Regions from separate parts of the Sus scrofa genome. Here region 1 is linked to region 2. Evidence: chromatin contacts called from public Hi-C data. All regions are on one chromosome and are shown on one strand. Each heading gives the region's core, a stretch centred on a gene start, on an enhancer-like site or on the middle of the called end of the contact. The rest is flanking DNA. Distances are from core to core; before and after follow the strand shown. Region 1 has its middle 6.2 kb from the start of DNAJC27. Region 2 overlaps EFR3B (protein EFR3 homolog B).

Region 1 (4,473 bases), core at 392-2,891, 93 kb after region 2:
GGTCTAATCGGAGCTACAGCTGCCAGCCTACACCACAGCCACAGCAATGCAGGATCTAAGCCACATCTGTGAACTACACCATAGCTCTCGGCAACACCAGATCCTTAACCCACTGAGCGAGGCCAGGGATCGAACCCACAACTCCATGGTTCCTTGTTGGATTCCTTTCTGCTACGCCAAGAAGGGGACTCCAAAATCACCCAGTTTTTTATCACCTAGTTTTGAAAATGTCATAATGCCACTTACACCATAGTCATAAGGCCACCCAGATTCAAGGGAGAGAAGAGAGAGACCCCCTCCCCAAATGCCTCTCAAAGGGAGCAATGGCAGTCTCATTATAAGACTATCAAATGGGAGCCTCGAAGACTATGCTAAGTGAAACAAACCAGTCACCAAAGACACATACTGTGTGATTCCACTCATTTGAGGTGCCAAGAGCAGTCAAATTCATAGAGACAGAAGTGGAATGTTGGCTGCCAGGAGGAGGGGAGGGAGGAGGGGGAATTGGTGTTTAATGGGCACAGAATATGAGTTTGGGAAGATGAAAACGTTCTGGATATGGATACTAGCCATGGTTGCACAACAGTGTGAATGCGCGTTACTCCACTGAATGGTACACTTTAAAATGACTAAAATGATAAATGTTATGTATATTTTATTTTTCTTTTTCAGGCTGCACTTGAGGCATATGGAAGTTCCCAGGTCAGAGATCAAATTGGAGCTGCAGCTGCCAGCCTATGGCCGATTGTGGCAACACCAGATCCTTAGCCCACTGAGCGAGACCAGGGATCAAACCCAAATCCTCATGGATATTAGTTGGGTTCTTAACCCACCAAGCCACAATGGGAACTCTGCTGTATATTTGAGTTTTACCAAAACCCTCATATGGGATGGCAGATATTGTTTCAGCCACACGGTCCTCCGGTTGATGGTAGAGAGAGTGTGCAGATGTCTATATGGTAGCAGAATATTCACGTCCTTTGATAGGGGTTGTGCCTGATCAGAACTGAAATCCTGGACACTGGAAGTTCCCCTGTGGTGCAGCGAGTTAAAGATCTGGCATTGCCATAGCTTTGGCGCAGGTCACAACTTTGGCGTGAGTTCAATCCCTGGCCGGAGAACTTCCACATGCCATGAGCATGGCAAAAAAAATAAAAAGGAAAAACATCCTGTGCACTAATACAGAGGAGAGAAAGAGCTAATCTGAGTTAGTATGTTGCAAGGACCTTGTATTGCGCAGGAGAAACGCATCCCACGCCAGGCACCTGCCCAGGTCTTTGACGTGCCCCCATCCTCTGCCAGATTGTTATTACGCTTCAGAATCCCCTCATAGTTGTTCTGCATTTTTTTTTCCGAGTGTATAGTTATCACTGGGAGAATTGGCCTGAAGGAACTTTCACTGCCAAACCGGAAACAGAGCTTCTCAGGAAATTGAATCTGTAGGTGAAAACCATTCCGTGTTTATATTAGTTTTCTGTTGCTGTCTAACAACTTAACAGCGTCAAACAACAGACATTTAATATCTCACAGTTCTGTGGGTCAGAAGTCCCGGTCTGGAATAGCTGGTTCTCTGGATCAGAAACCTCACAAGGCTGCCATCAAGGTATCCCAGAGCTGTGTTCTCCTCGAGACCTCAGGAGTTCTTTCCCACCTTAAGCAAGTTTGGGGCAGAATTCATTTACTTGAGGTTGTAGGATTGAGGTGCGTATTTTCTTGCCAGCTCTTGGCTGGCAGTTTCTCTCAGCTCTGAGAGCCCAGTAGGGTCCTTGCTATGTGGCCCCTTCCATCTTCAAAGCCAGCAGAGGAGAAGCTCCTTCTCATTGAATCCCTCTCACTCTTCCAATGTCTTGCCAGAAAAAGGCAACAGCATTTAAGAACTTAGGAATCAAAAGTCTGGCCCAGGGAGGACAATCTCCTTCCTTAAGACAGCTGATTTGGGGTAGGTCTCATTGTGGCTCAGTGGGTTACAATCCTGACTAGTATCCATGAGGATGCAGGTTCAATCCCTGGTCTTACTCAGTGGGTTAAGGATCCAGTCTTTTTTTTTTATTTTTTTTATTTTTTTATTTTCCCACTGTACAGCAAGGGGGTCAGGTTATCCTTAGATGTATACATTGCAGTTACAGTTTTTTCCCCCACCCTTTCTTCTGTTGTGACATGAGTATCTAGACATAGTTCTCAATGCTATTCAGCAGGATCTCCTTGTAAATCTATTCTAGGTTGTGTCTGATAAGCCCAAGCTCCCGATCCCTCCCACTCCCTCCCCCTCCCATCAGGCAACCACAAGTCTCTTCTCCAAGTCCATGATTTTCTTTTCTGAGGAGATGTTCATTTGTGCTGGATATTAGATTCCAGTTATAAGTGATATCATATGGTATTTGTCTTTGTCTTTCTGGCTCATTTCACTCAGGATGAGATTCTCTAGTTCCATCCATGTTGCTGCAAATGGCATTATGTCATCCTTTTTTATGGCTGAGTAGTATTCCATTGTGTATATATACCACATCTTCCGAATCCAATCCTCTGTCGATGGACATTTGGATTGTTTCCATGTCCTGGCTATTGTGAATAGGGCTGCCATGAACATGCGGGTGCATGTGTCTCTTTTAAGTAGAGCTTTGTCCGGATAGATGCCCAAGAGTGGGATTGCAGGGTCATATGGAAGTTCTATGTATAGATTTCTAAGGTATCTCCAAACTGTTCTCCATAGTGGCTGTACCAGTTTACATTCCCACCAGCAGTGCAGGAGGGTTCCCTTTTCTCCACACCCCCTCCAGCACTTGTTATTTGTGGATTTATTAATGATGGCCATTCTGACTGGTGTGAGGTGGTATCTCATGGTAGTTTTGATTTGCATTTCTCTTATAATCAGCGATGTTGAGCATTTTTTCATGTGTTTGTTGGCCATCTGTATGTCTTCTTTGGAGAAATGTCTATTCAGGTCTTTTGCCCATTTTTCCATTGATTGATTGGTTTTTTTGCTGTTGAGTTGTATAAGTTGCTTATATATTCTAGAGATTAAGCCCTTGTCAGTTGCATCATTTGAAACTGTTTTCTCCCATTCTGTAAGTTGTCTTTTTGTTTTCTTTTGGGTTTCCTTTGCTGTGCAAAAGCTTTTCAGTTTGATGAGGTCCCATGGGTTTATTTTTGCTCTAATTTCTATTGTTTTGGGAGACTGACCTGAGAAAATATTCATGATGTTGATGTCAGAGAGTGTTTTGCCTGTGTTTTCTTCTAGGAGTTTGATGGTGTCCTGTCGTATATTTAAGTCTTTCAGCCATTTGGAGTTTATTTTTGTGCATGGTGTGAGGGTGTGTTCTAGTTTCATTGCTTTGCATACAGCTGTCCAGGTTTCCCAGCAATGCTTGCTGAATAGACTTTCCTTTTCCCATTTGATGTTCTTGCCTCCCTTGTCAAAGATTAATTGACCATAGGTGTCAGGGTTTATTTCCCGGTTCTCTATTCTGTTCCATTGGTCTGTCTGTCTGTTTTGATACCAGTACCACACTGTTTTGATGACTGTGGCTTTGTAGTATTTCTTGAAGTCTGGGAGAGTTATGCCTCCTGCTTGGTTTTTGTTTCTCAGGATTGCTTTGGCGATTCTGGGTCTTTTGTGGTTCCATATAAATGTTTGGATTGTTTGTTCTAGTTCTGTGAACAATGTCATGGGTAATTTGATAGGGATTGCATTGAATCTGTAGATTGCTTTGGGTAGGATGGCCATTTTCACAATATTGATTTTTCCAATCCAGGAACATGGAATATCTTTCCATTTCTTTACATCTTCTTTGATTTCTTTGATTAAGGTTTTATAGTTCTCGGCATATAGGTCCTTTACCTCTTTGGTCAGGTGTATTCCGAGGTATTTGATTTTGTGAGGTACAATTTTAAAAGGTATCATTTTTTTGTATTCATTTTCTAATGTTTCATTGCTGGTATACAGAAATGCAACTGACTTCTGAATGTTAATCTTATATCCTGCCACTTTGCTGAATTTATTAATCAGTTCAAGGAGTTTTGGGGTTGAGTCCTTATGGTTTTCTAGGTATAGTATCATATCATCTGCATACAGTGACAGTTTGAGGATCCAGTCTTGCTGTGAGCTGTGGTGCAGGTTGAAGACCTAGCTCAGATCTTGTGTTCCTATGGCTGTGCCGTAGGCTGGCAGCTGTGGCTCTGATTTGACCCCTAGCCTAGAAACTTCCATATGCCACACGTGCTGCCCTAAAAAGCAAAGACAAAAAAACTAAACCAGGTGAAGTTCTTACAAAACCCCTTAATATATTGTTCTATTACTTCACTCCAATATTACTTAAGAACACTGAGGAGTTCCCTGGTGGCCTAGTGGGTTAAGGATCTAGCATTGTCACTGCTGTGGCTCAGGTCAAGCCTGTGCTTTGGGTACGATCCCTGGCTGGGGAACTTCCATATGCTGCAGGCATGGCCAAAAAAGAAAAAAAGAAAAAGAATATT
Region 2 (4,491 bases), core at 1,401-3,900:
TTGGAGCTGTAGCCACCAGCCTACGCCAGAGCCACAGCAACTCGGGATCCGAGCCGCATCTGTGACCTACACCACAGCTCACGGCAACGCCAGATCCTTAACCCACTGAGCAAGGCCAGGGATCGAACCTGCAACCTCATGGTTCCTAGTCAGATTCATTAACCACTGAGCCATGACGGGAACTCCCCTAGTACAAATTTCTTGATTAGCTAGTCTTTGCTTTAAAAGAGAGTTTGGTTAAATAAAAAGAACGCATGACGACAGGATGAGCTCTGAAGGCACCGCAAAATCACAACACAGCTCCGCAGAGGCTCCAGCGACAGCTGCTCTTTTTCAGATATTGCGCATCCGAAGCGCCTCACACATGAGCCAGCTTTGCAAATCCGAGTGTATGAAGTAACAGCAGTCAGGACGCCTTCTAAACGTCCTTTTCTAAACACATCAGCGACCATTCCTTCAGTACCCCGGACCTAACTTCTCTACCAAGCAAGCAGAAGAAAAACAGCCCCTCCACTCTGAAACTCTCCCCTTTGTAAAATGTTTATTTCTTTTACCTATACGAGCCAGGTCAGTTATTATTATTACTTAATATCATCAAATGAAAATGTTAGTAAATAGCTGTCTCTGGGCACAGTCACAAATGCCTCTGGTCCCGTTGGGTCCTCAGAGTGTCCTTTATTTTTTTATTTTTTGTCTTTTTGCCTTTTCTAGGGCTGCACCCGTGGCATATAAAGTTTCCCAGGCTAGGGGTCTAATCGGAGCTGTAGCTGCCACCCTATGCCAGAGCCACAGCAACTCGGGATCAGAGCCACGTCTGCAACCCACACCACAGCTCACGGCAATGCCAGATCCTTAACCCACTGAGCAAGGCCAGGGATCGAACCTGCAACCTCATGGTTCCTAGTCAGATTCGTTATTCCCTGCGCCACGACGGGAACTCCCTCAGTGTCTTTTAAATGCAAAGGCAGCCCTGGGCCTTTGGGTTCCTTTGCTGCAGTCATGATCCTCTGGTCCTGGAGAGCCGGCCAGTCTTGGCTCGAGATAGCCTGGCCCCTCCGAGGCTGTCACAGTCACAGTGCAGGAGACCTGCCGTGCCTTGCGGACCAGTCCCGGCAGCATCCAGGTCCCCTGTGCTGACTGTGAAGCAGTCCGACTCCTGCAAGTTTGGAGAAGCCTGGGCCAGCACCCTTCCTAATGACCTGCAGAGAAACCCAGACACATTCTGGCAACCAAACATGGCAGGTGGGAAGTAGAAGCAGGCAGTGTGGACATCTCTTCTTTTACTCTTTTTTTTTCTTTTGTCTTTTGTCTTTTTAGCGCCACACCCACAGTATATTGAAGTTCCCAGGCTAAGGGTTGAATTGGAGTCATGGCCACCGGCCTACGCCACAGCCACAGCAACACGGAATCCAAGCTGCATCTGCGACCTACACCCTAGCTCATGGCAACGGTGAATCCTTAACCCGTTGATCAAGGCCAGGGATCAAAACTGCGTCCTCATGGATGCTAGTTGGGCTCATTACCACTGAGCCCCAACAGGAGCTCCAACATCTCTTCCTTCATGAGCTATCCCAGCATCCTTCTGTAGGGAGGGTTTCACCGTGATTTCACAGAGTGTAAATGAGGGAAAGGAAGGGGTGGGGTGGGATTTGGCAAGAGAAGAAAATAGAAGGCCTCTCAAATCCCAGAGCTGAGATTGCTGCTTTTCCTTTTCCTGTAAAAAAATTCCCAGAAAAATCCCGATAAGGAAAACCATCCTTTGCTAGCCAGGAAAAAAAAAAAAAAAAAAAAAAATTGGCTTCCGACCAGGAGTGGAAATTTTGATGGAAAGTGAAAATTACAGTGGAAGTGAAACTGAAAAGTGAAGAAGTTTAAGGCCTGGTTCTTGGCTTACTCTTTCCTTCAACCCCCATCTTCAATTCTCACACTAGGGATGGAAAGATCGAACTTGTGACCTTGGAGCTTTTCAAAGTGTCTTCGAAGCTTAGAAGTCAGTGGGACCCTGGAACCTTCCTGGATATGCCTTACCCGTTAAATCTAGACTCTCAAAGGGAACAGAGCATGGACTTTTCCAGGTGATGGCCACTCAAGAGGACTGGGGCCAGACGGGTCAGTCTCACCCGAGATCTGACCTATGTGTGGTGTCCTGAAAGGGGCCCAGTGTAATAATAGATCAGAGAAACTGGCCTGACTGGGTCATTGGAGCCCGAAGGAGCTGGTTAGGACTGGTCCACCACAGAAGCCCCAGGAAAAAGCAAGAGCAGATTAGAGACCACAGCCGCAGCTGAGGACTGAGGGTCTTGGATGTATTAGTAGGGCTTCCTAGCAGGTGAAGAAGGCAGAACCCAAGGAATCCGGGATGGGCTAGGGTTCATGGGCAGCAGCTAAGATCAGAAGAAGCCACTTGGCAGGTTATAACACCAGGAACTGAGAGTCACAGGCCAACGAAGGCAGAAGGCGAGTTATAGCAACTGAGGCAAAGCTGCAGGGGGCCTGGTGCTCAGGAGCCAGGCAGGAAGTACTTTGTCTTGAATTCCAGAAGAGGCAGCTGGCTCTGCTGCCACACCTTCCACTCAGTCAGGAGTGGCCCTGGGAGCCTCCAGGAAAAGAGGAGCTGGCAAAGCCTGGGGACCAGACTTGGTTGGAGAGGAAAGCAGGTCCAGGACCAGAGGTGGGGACCAGCAGGCAGAGAGAAGAGGGGGCAGCTTTAGCAGGGCCAGTCCCTGCCTGCGAATCACTCCAAGAGCAGCAGCCCTGACAAAGAACTTCTTATTCTGGGCAATTTGAATGTATTTAGTCATGTCCCTACTGCTGGACAGAACCTTCTGGGTTTGAGGAACCCAGAAGTAGGGGCGGACCTCAGCCAAGGGAGGAAGGATGACCCTCTCATTTATCTCCTATCTCTGTCCTCCAACCAGGTTCAAGGTCCCTCTGGGGCCTGTGTATCTCAGGAGCCTCCGCCCCTGCCGCAGGTCAGCTCCAGGGCCAGGCTTCTTGGGGAGCAGCCCACCCCTTGTTAACACAGGCATCTCCACCCTCTGGGGCTCCAGGCCTGGGGGAACCTGACAGATCCAAACATGGACTTGTGCACGCGGTCACTGCCAGCCGACCCTGCGTCTCACCCAGCACTGCGGCTACCTCCCTTGTGCTCTGGTTTCTAGGGGTGTTCTAGCAGCTGGGTTGAACCGGAAGGGAAACGGACAAAGAAGAAGGACAAAACTCTGAGGAATTCTCACTCTTGGCTGCTCTGCCCCTCAGAGCCCACGACGAGGAGCGATACCTTGAAATTCGCATCTTATCCTCTCCCTGCCCACATCTGGTTATCACTGCTGCTGCTAAGCACACCCAAGCACATATGGCTGGAATGGGCAATGCTGCAGGGAGGCCGTGGGACAGAGGAGGGCGGATCTGCCACGGAGTCCGAAGCCCAAGGTTCATGTCCGTATGGTCAATCCATAAGCACAGACACCTGCATGATGGCAGGGAGACAGCACCTCAGACTGTCTGCATGGAAATTTTTTTTTTTGGCCACACCCATGCCATGCGGAAGTTCCCGGGCCAGGGATCAAATCTCCGTCAACACAGTAGCAACACAAGCCATAGCACTGACAACACTGGGTCCTTAACCCACTGCACCACAGGGGAACTCCTGCATGTGAGTGTTTTGCTCTTTCAAAGCTGCCATCAATGGTGAGGTCCATGGTGGTGGGTAAGGAGAGATGGGGAGGCGGGAACAGGAGAACAGATCGAACAGATTTTCTTCTCCAAAAAATGTTTTCCTTTTCTTTTCAGGGCGCACCTATGGCATATGGAAGTTCCCAGGCTAAGGGTTGAATCAGAGCTGCAACTGCCAGTTTACACCAGAGCCACAGCAACATGGGACCTGAGCCCCATCTCTGACCTAAGCCTCAGCTGAGGCAAGACCAGATCCTAAACCCACTGAGCAAGGCCAGGGATCCAACCTGCCTTCTCACAGACACTCTATATCAGGTGCTTAACCCTCAGAGCCACAATGGGAACTCCCTCTGCAAATGTTTATGACTAGAGTTCCCAGCGAGGCTGTCAAGGTTTTAAATACTGAGACTTCAATGGCTATTTTTAACAGAATGATACCAATTTTGAACTGCAGTTCTAAGCGCAATGGAATATTTCTAAGTGGCTCTGCTGGCTCCACGAGGTTTTTACTGAGAGAGCCATCACTTCGGAGAGGGCAGGCAAAATTAGTATTAAGTGCTGAACGTTATTGCTAGCATATTAGTTTCGGATTCAGTCTAGGATAAAGACATTTTTGCTTGCTTGACCCTGTTTTATAATATGTCAAGGCAATTTATATAATCAGCATGTTCGGTATATTCGCGCCCTTTTTATTGAGCATATTACCAAATTTTATTATATAAGGAGATCATTGAAATGAATTTGGGGGGGCCTGGTTTTACACTAGGGATAGCTTTTTTTTTTTTTTAATGGCTGCATATGTGGCATATGGACATT

What was found. A called contact is a pair of places that touch in the nucleus more often than the background predicts.
Region 1: a contact with region 2 is called in a Hi-C map of omental adipose tissue, with 2.1 times the contacts expected there. The contact joins two enhancer-like sites. A contact is called at or near these places in 4 of 47 Hi-C or Micro-C datasets (embryonic fibroblasts, fetal heart ventricle, liver and 1 more) and 1 of 2 datasets of contacts at active chromatin or transcription factors (skeletal muscle).

Annotation. Positions count from the first base shown.
Region 1 is chr3:113,808,285-113,812,757 of Sscrofa11.1, forward strand. No RefSeq gene overlaps it. Among named protein-coding and RNA genes, the nearest start is that of DNAJC27, 6.2 kb to the right of the region's middle. Within about 2 kb of position 1,642, at least 1 of the 83 cell types and tissues checked has an H3K27ac peak or open chromatin away from gene starts, as enhancers often do. A contact at or near this core is called in omental adipose tissue, where this site is marked.
Region 2 is chr3:113,714,276-113,718,766 of Sscrofa11.1, forward strand. The region is part of intron 3 of EFR3B (protein EFR3 homolog B); the gene reads right to left. Among named protein-coding and RNA genes, the nearest start is that of EFR3B, 42 kb to the right of the region's middle. Within about 2 kb of position 2,651, at least 5 of the 83 cell types and tissues checked have an H3K27ac peak or open chromatin away from gene starts, as enhancers often do. A contact at or near this core is called in omental adipose tissue, where this site is marked.